Linked DNA regions of Drosophila melanogaster: all the other regions are linked to region 1. The links are chromatin contacts, called in public Hi-C and targeted proximity ligation maps. All regions are on one chromosome and are shown on one strand. The core of a region is the stretch at or near the end of the contact, and the rest is flanking DNA. Distances in the headings are between cores, read along the strand shown. Region 1 holds the start of aop (anterior open). Region 2 holds the start of Bacc (Bacchus). Region 3 holds the start of lilli (lilliputian).

Region 1 (2,877 bases), core at 110-2,609:
ACGTGTAGATCCGACAAATTGTTGACCTCAACCAGAGACCAAAACTCAGACATTGTAAGACGTCGGGTGGAGCGAAGTGGGGAAGTCATATGCAGCAGATAACCAAAGCCAGATTAAGGTGGAGCAATTATTTATCAGCTGCTCAGACAAGACACTTTTCTGTTTCCATGACCATTGTGACGTAGTTATGGGAAATACATGTACCAAAAGATGGTGTTTTAACCAATTCGTAAAAAAAAGCAACGACGGCAATGGAGTGATACAGGGGTAATGTCTGTAAACACCGATTCTTGCACGATTACGAATATAAAAGAACTCCAGATATAAAAACCATTGTGCTTACATATTGAGAAAAAATGTTTTTATTTTTGACACTCTTTTCTGCTACTATTTTGACAATGGTTAATTTAACAGTTCACAACAAAAAGTATACAAATTATCAAAATTCTCACCTGTTTGCTCCACTGTGCACTGTGGTTACGTACTGTAAGGTGAGTGAGTGAATTTGTCTGTTTGCGTTGGGCTTCGGATTCGATTCTTGAGCTTTTTAGCGACAGAAGCAACGCGGAAGCGGATATGTCCAGATCCCAGAATGCTTTAGCTTTTGCTTCGCTTTCTTGTTTTATTTTTGTTTTTGGTTTTGTTTCTGTTAATTCGATGTTGTTCTTGTTGTTATCTGCTGATGACGAAGAGGGCGTCGCGCCAAGTTGCCATTGTTGTTTGTGTTGCTGTTTCCTTTTGGTGAGGGGCGCCGCGTGGGCGGTGGTTGTGTGCTTTTGGGGCTAATCCAGGCTCTCTGTTTTTGTTTTTGTTTTCGCTTCGTTCTGCGACAAATGCCAGCCGTAAAGCGGAGCAAATGAATAAGAAGAAGGCGAAGTCAAGCGTTTTTACTTCCGCCGCCGCCTCAGCAGCACGCACACACAGGCAGACGCGGGCACACAAACGCACACGCACACTGTAAGACACTCACGCGATGCACTTGCACTCTGGCGTTTTGTTCGTGTATTTGTTGTTGTACTTTGGCATTTCCTCTTTCGTCTTCCTTTTCACTTTTGCTTGCACTTCTTGTTGCGTTGCTTTGCTCTCGCTGATGTTGCTGTTGTTGTTGGCGTTGTTGCTGTCGCTCTTGTTTATTTTTTATTTCCGTTTCGCGCACACACACACCGGGCAATGTAAACACACACCGAGTTAAGAAGAACCGTTTATTTCCTCAACGCCGCGCACGAATTAAATTCTATTAATTGTGAATTAATCAATTTAAAACATATTAGTTTGCCATTTACAGCAGAATGTCTAGTTGCTTTCAGGAGCGACTCTTCTACACGTCCGCCCAGCACGGCAGTTTCTTTTTGACTGCCGATTCGATTCGAACAGGCGGCGAACATGAACAAGTCGGCGCATGCGGAGAGAGAATCGAAAGAGAAAGAGAAGCAAAGAGAGCGACATACAGCAAAAACAATTCAAAAAGAACTGGTGAAGAATACGAAAATAAGATAATTTTTTAAGGAAGTCGCGCTTTGATCCGTATCCGTTTTAGCGTCCAAGATTTATATCTTAAATCGGACCTATATTTTGAGGTACAGTGAAGCTTTGATGCGCCAGTCTTATATGAGTTAAAGTTTTAACGATTGAAAGACACCCCTGAGCTGCTCATTATATTTCAATATTTATAAACAATCTTATATCAGAGCTTGAGAGACTTGCATGCGCCACAAAATTCCAATTCCAATTCCGGAATAATTTCACAATAATCTCAATTAACATACGTATTTTATGTTCGTAATTTTTTAAAATTCCCAGATTCCCCACAATTGCCATAATAATCTCGATTATGTTATTATACTCTGAGAAGTAGGAGTGTGTGCAAAGACCACAAACAAATCATTAGGCGCGTAAACATTTACAGATCCACCATCCACTTCCTTGGCAACGAAAGAAGCAACAGCTCGCAGAGGTAATAATTTAAATAATTTAAAACCCACCAAAGTTTACTACGAAACAACTCAATAGGCAACCGCTGTCTGTGGGCGGCGTCGAATTCGCGTGGGGCGCTCGATTTAGTTGTTAATCAATAGAAGATAAAGTTTAAACAAACGATTCATGCTGATACCAGAAGCATGGGCGCCGAAATACCAAGGGATCGTTCTCTCACTAGATAACATACACACCTATTGTGACTGGAAACTTGAAATGATCGAGCATGCCATACCCATTAGCTGTCAATTGTGACTATTGGCGAGCTTTTTGCACATAAACCATAGATAAGACAATTCCGTGAACTCTAATCAGTGTGCGATAATGCTCTCAAGCATTTGAAATAATTATGAATACGACCCCCTGGCCGAAAATGAAATAAGCGCCACGCGCCTGGGAAAAGCGCTCTATTGTAATACAAAATGTTTGGAGGTGCTAGCTGATAGGTGTTTTCGATCCCATAAATCTTGGATCTTCATGGAAACCAGTTGGCAATCTTTAATTATAAATTGTTGGAACATTTCCGCTCGGCTGCGACGGAAAATCTCTTTGGAAAGGGGGCGGGGCTGGGGTTCCTCGTCAGGTTGCTTGGACGGTCGGTTGGTCGGTCGGTCGGTGGGCCTGAAGATGCGCTCAGTTGCACTGCATCCGCTTTGGGGTCTCCAGTCGCCTCAGTTGGCTAACCAGTTTCTCCCCGAGCAACGAGCAACGTTTACGTTGACATTTCAAGTCAAATGCCCATAAACGGCGACCAGCCGGACGACCCCGCCCACGCCCTGCACGCCCCTGCTCAGTTCCGTGGGTATGCACTGAAAGAAAATCTAGATTAATGGGCATTTAGGTAAGTAATAAATAGTAACATGTATTTTTATGGCTATAAATAGTTTAGCGAGTAAGCCTCGT
Region 2 (2,754 bases), core at 154-2,653, 570 kb after region 1:
TCGTATCGCGAGAGACCCACCAATCTTGGGCCGACGAGCGTCAAGCCACTCGAACGGATACTGAGAGTTCGGCGGACGGAAAGTGAGACAGTGACAGCCAGAGAAGAACGGTAGGCGGCCCATGGAAGCACAGCGAAATGGAGACGCAAATCGGCTTATCAGGCAGCGATGTTCAGGCAAAAAGTCATCGCTGCTCCTCAAATATGTGATAACTGAGTGGACGACGGGCCACGATTACAGGTGTTTACGTTCACCATGCCGCCTCGGTTGGGATGCCGCGGAACATGTTCGCCGGTTTTAATTAGCGATCCGCCTGTCGACAGTCGTCCGCTCGCTCTGTCGTCGACCGTATTATTCAGATTACCAGATATATAGCCTAGGTATTCGTATTTGCCATTGCTTTCGCACGAAAATAGCTGAAAGCGTGAGAGGCTGTCCAATCGAAACTCGACTGTTGGATACCCGGCAAACGATAGTTATTACCCTTTCGTCGATAGGCTACTGGAAATAGCACCAAGAACCTTATGTCTTCCGGTCGAATTCCTCTAGTATTACTTTATGGGTTGTTATTCCGCTCGTTAATGTGCACATTTTGAATGAACTTGAAGATCAACCTCGCAGTGATTGTCCCACTGATAACACAGATTTATAGAGAAGAGCCAGTACAACTCGAGCACGTTGACTACCAGGTGATATGGGCGATATGTTATAGCCTACTCGGCAGTTCCAGTTTCCCATATATTGGGCGATTCCTGAACCCACTGGGTTCGTGCGGCGAACGAAGCCATCACCATCAAATGGTCGAACCACAAGTGCGGGATCAACAGAAAGATTGGCACATGAAAAAAGAGTCAAGGGTGGACCCAATTCGACGAGTGATAGGCATTGGCATTTAAGTCGAAGTCTTTGGTGGGGCCATTAGGACTTAAGGATGTTTAATATTTCTGGAAATTGCCGATTTCGAAAACTAACCCTTAAATGTTTTCGAATCTTATGGGGTTGCAAATTGCTGTTTTCTTGCTATTTCTCCAGTTCTCTAATTCTAGTTTTAAGACGCATAATCCCGGAATAGAGCATTTCCCCGATTGCGTGCATCTAAATAGTTAGAATCTCAAAAATAGCTGCCCGCTTTCCTGGTCCGCGAAAATCACCTGCTTCCCCACACGTTACCAATCAATTGACCCCAATCCGCGACGACATTGCGTCCCACGCTGGTCCACTCTATAAATACGAATACCGTGCTGAATACAACACACAGCACACACATCTGCATCTGCGGCAACAATGCTGCAACACTTCTTCCCATCGGCAACATCCACATCCACTGTTCTGCTCTGTTCTGTTCTGTTCCACCGACGAACGGTCAGAACGCCACAGAGTGACTGCACCACACACACCACACACCACCATCGCCGCTACCAACCCCCAGACCCCGCCCCCAGGCCCACAAGCGCACCACTGGCGCGCGCAATTTTCAAATTTACCGCCAAACGCGCCCACAACCGTACTCACGGAACCCAAGCAGATTTTGTATGGAATTAATCAGGAAACCCACTCAACTTGTCATTTGCGGATCTAGTTTTGATCGCAGCGCCTCGGGAAAAAGCCCAAAATTAAGCGGATACTACCAGCTATAGCCTCGATCAGTCTCTGAACCGATCCGAACAAAGGTATTCAAGTTATAGGCAAAAATGTCTGCAACCGATTTGGCGCAAGAAGAAGCAAGCGGCAATTTCTAGCCATCGAACGGACGGCAAGCTCAGTCTTGTACGAACCGTCGACGGGAGCACATATCGGTGGTTAGCAAACCAAAGGAAAACGGATATTCCATACATCAGTGGGGCCTACGAGTAAATCCTTTTGCCTGCCGTAGCGCCGCCTGATATATGGCACCTCCTAAAGCCTTACTATATAGATACTATATTATCAGAAAATCACCGCAAAATAATATACCAAAAATCCAACGATCGCTCTGCTCTGGGCTGTTGTTGTTGTCTTATCGACTGCGGCTGTACAAATGCCGCGGCGATTTTTTGAGTGTATTGTATGGGCCAATGGCGTGGGAGAGAGAGAGCGAGTGAGCGTCGTAACGATTTCGGGGAGAGCGAAAAAGAGAGCAGCGAGAGCGTTTAAAGAAAGTTACTCTCTCCTCGAGAGGCAGTGCTTAAATAGACGGCCCGCAGCTGAATCGCATTCAGTGTGTTTGTGTGCTTCGTTCGGTGCGGTTCTCTCTGTCTCTCTCTCGCCTTCCCCGAGTATTTTGCGCTGGTTTTTTGTCAACAACAAGACAATCCACAAAACCAACCCGAATTGTTCTCTATATAACGCAGAAACTAAATAGTTCCGGAAAACCTCAAAGAAACCAATTCAAATATGTCGGCTGCTACGGAACAACAGAACAACGGCGATGTGGCCGTGGAGAAGGTGGCGGCAGATGATGTGTCTGCTGTCAAGGACGATCTCAAGGCGAAGGCGGCCGCCGAGGATAAGGCCGCTGCTGCCGATGCCGCCGGCGACGCGGCCGACAACGGTACGTCAAAGGACGGCGAGGATGCCGCCGATGCCGCCGCCGCTGCCCCCGCAAAGGAATCCGTGAAAGGCACCAAGAGGCCAGCAGAAGTGAGTACTGATCTATGTGACTAGGTAGTTGTTTACGCGGTAAAACCAAAAGGAGGCCCCTCTAATGATTCACTCCAAGCCAATATGCCAGTAGCATAGCATTGTTCGAGGAAAAATTCTAGAAATAGATATACA
Region 3 (2,700 bases), core at 129-2,628, 710 kb after region 1:
TGGACTTTTCTATGCTTTTTTTTTATCAGCCCCCCCTAATGACCTTGCAAATGAGAAAGTTCCTGCTGACTGGTCACCCTAATGCGAATACGAAAATATTTCAAAATAAACCGGCCGGCATTAAGATGTTGATAGAAAACCCACTAGTCATCTCTTTCGTAACTAAAATCAAAATTTGCATAATTGTTAACAAAAGCGTGCTTAGCGGCCATTGCGTATCTATATTTAAATGTCTTGTAAACATACATTTTCAGATACAAATTGGCACAATCGAATAGAATAGAACTTGAAACGATTATTCTGCGAGTCATTTGATGTTTTACTTCCGCGTCAAAAGAGCAGCAATTTGAGGAATTCGCATGTGTGCGTGTGTGTGTGAGAGAGCGCCATGAAATTGGCATTAAATTTGTGCTGTGGATTGCCCTTTTGACCTTTTCCTTACTTTTCTCTTTCGCACATCGGTGTTCGTCATTCTGTCGTCGTTACTTTTCACTTAAATTATGTAAATACGCGAGCGTTTGTTTATTTCGGATCGATTGCTGCCGATCGCCGAGCGGAACGCACTAATGTCGATCTAATCTAATGATGGCCGCGCCCGCCGAATGATAAACTCTGATCAGGAAGCCAACGCGCACGGAATGGCGTCTTGGAATCAACTAAAAACATTTATTTACCACCTGCTCATTTATATGCTGCAGCCCTATCAGCTGTTCGCTGCGGCGCCCACTATCAGCGCATACGGCCACACTGCGGGGGCGGCAGGGATGCCAAAAATTGATGTGGATAACATAGAAATATTTAAAATTGTGAAATTATTCGATTTTGATAAGTATACTTCTTAACGGAATTCTGATAACAGGTGCAGAAATCCAGTGCATAGTACTATAATTGACATATATTAGAGGATTCGTTGTGCCTTAATCCGCTATTTAAATCAATAAGGATTTATCATAGATTCATTCGTAGATTCTTATCATTATTTTGTACCGACAAATAAGATAATTGGATTCAATAGATATTCATTCAAGCTAAGTGTAGATTAGATTATATAGGTATATCATATTTCCCATTAAGATACTTGCCCATTCCAAAATTGGGTTTTCTGGATTAGACATTGAGATAAGAAACCAGTGTTGAAAACCAACACTGAAAACTGCTTATGAATTTTCAAAAACGCTCGGATAAACACATTGCTAGATAAAACTCAGATCGTTAGACAAACCGGTTCCAAAAATCATTCATTAAGTAAGAGAAAATCGAAATTTTTAGCAAATATGCGGTACCGACATTTTCCAGAACTGGACCTATCGTCGCACAGCTGATCGCCCGCCAATCAGCTGGGCGATAGTTGCCGTATCGATAGCCGACCCATCGATAACGATATGTGTATTTTCCTGCTCTCTCTGCACCAACACAAAACACGCAACTAAATTTCGGTTAAAAACCCCTACTAAAAACAATGCAATCGAAACGGAACCATATAAAGTGATTAAATGGCCAACGCGGCGGAGGCGAAATGCGAGCGCAGTGCATTTTCCGGATGAAATCGCGTTTTCGGGGAAACTTACACAAACATTTTTTTCGTAAGCGCTCTCATGTTGTCTCTTTCGCACAGCAGAATTACTAGTTGCTGTGTGTGTGCGTGCGTGCGTTTGTGTGTGCCGTATGCCGTGTGCCAGTGTGTGCGTGCGTGTGAGTGTGAGTGTGAGTGACTTTGACTGCAGTTCGCGTACGTTTTTTATTAATACACCACATAACAACAATCACAACAACAACAAACAGTAATGGAAACTAAACATATTTAATGCGAGGAGACCAGAAATCGTCTAAAACGGCAAGGCTTTATCACCATCGCCACCACCACCAACAGCACAGCAACAACAACAAATTACTACAGCATATATGCTAGTGTGCGTAAACGTATTTGTGTTAAATAATGTTTAAACTGGCATTTCTGATTTCGCACACAAAACAATATTAAGTTGTAGTCACCAGCAGAGAGGAGCAATTGAAGCAAACGAAAAAGAGGTAAGTGCAAAAAGCAGACAATTGTTATAAACAAAATGTGTCAAAAGTTCGTCATGTCGTCGCGCGCTCTCTCTCTCTTTTTTGCTCGTTCTCCCTCTCTCTCTCCGCTCTGTCCTTCTCTCTCCCGCCACGCCGAAAAGAAATTAATTTTGATATTTTTTCCCTGCTTTTTTGTTGCACTCTCTCGCTCTCGCAAACTTTTAATTTTAATTTGCTATGCGCAGCGAATTCGCGCGCAAAGGCAACAAAAAAAGAGGCAATGCAAAGGCAGCAGCAACAACAATACAGGCAAAGTAATAAACGTCAAAATGCCAGACGGACAATTCCTCTCTCATGCGCTCTTTCCGTCGCTGTGTGCGTGCGTGTGTGTGTGTGTGTTTGGGTTTGCTAGCTTTTTGTTTTTATCAATTATTTAGGTAGGTGTTTGCCTTAAAAAGAATAACTGAAACGCAGAAAAATACCAATACTTGTATACTCCAAGTAAAAAAGGGTGAAAGGACACTATCGGCTCAACAAGGAGAATGCAAATGCTATAAGTAGGAGGGGGAGAGAGAGTCACACGCACACACACCTCAAGCAATTCTGATAAGAACAATTGTTATTTGTTTGAAAGCCGACATTCCAATAGTCCACGTCCATTCGCCCAAACGTTGAAAATAATCGACAAACTTA

The links. A called contact is a pair of places that touch in the nucleus more often than the background predicts.
Region 2: a contact with region 1 is called in a targeted proximity ligation map of the Kc167 cell line, with 5 times the contacts expected there. A contact is called at or near these places in 6 of 107 Hi-C or Micro-C datasets (the S2 cell line, cellular blastoderm embryo, embryo and 2 more) and 2 of 7 datasets of targeted methods (both in the Kc167 cell line).
Region 3: a Hi-C map of the Kc167 cell line shows a contact between it and region 1, with 6 times the contacts expected there. A contact is called at or near these places in 2 of 107 Hi-C or Micro-C datasets (the Kc167 cell line and wing imaginal disc).

What each region holds. Positions count from the first base shown.
Region 1 is chr2L:2,177,395-2,180,271 of dm6, forward strand. aop (anterior open) reads right to left here and starts at 1,360. Exons shown (of 4, transcript NM_078731.3): 1 at 453-1,360.
Region 2 is chr2L:2,751,042-2,753,795 of dm6, forward strand. It overlaps Bacc (Bacchus), which reads left to right and starts at 1,404. Exons shown (of 4, transcript NM_001273031.2): 1 at 1,404-1,799; 2 at 2,331-2,619. The coding sequence starts at 2,374. It overlaps Pgk (Phosphoglycerate kinase), which reads right to left and starts at 2,027. Exons shown (of 4, transcript NM_001273029.1): 1 at 1,954-2,027.
Region 3 is chr2L:2,884,551-2,887,250 of dm6, forward strand. lilli (lilliputian) reads left to right here and starts at 1,379. Exons shown (of 12, transcript NM_078740.3): 1 at 1,379-2,028. NTPase (NTPase,) reads right to left here and starts at 1,300. Exons shown (of 4, transcript NM_164515.3): 1 at 1,083-1,300.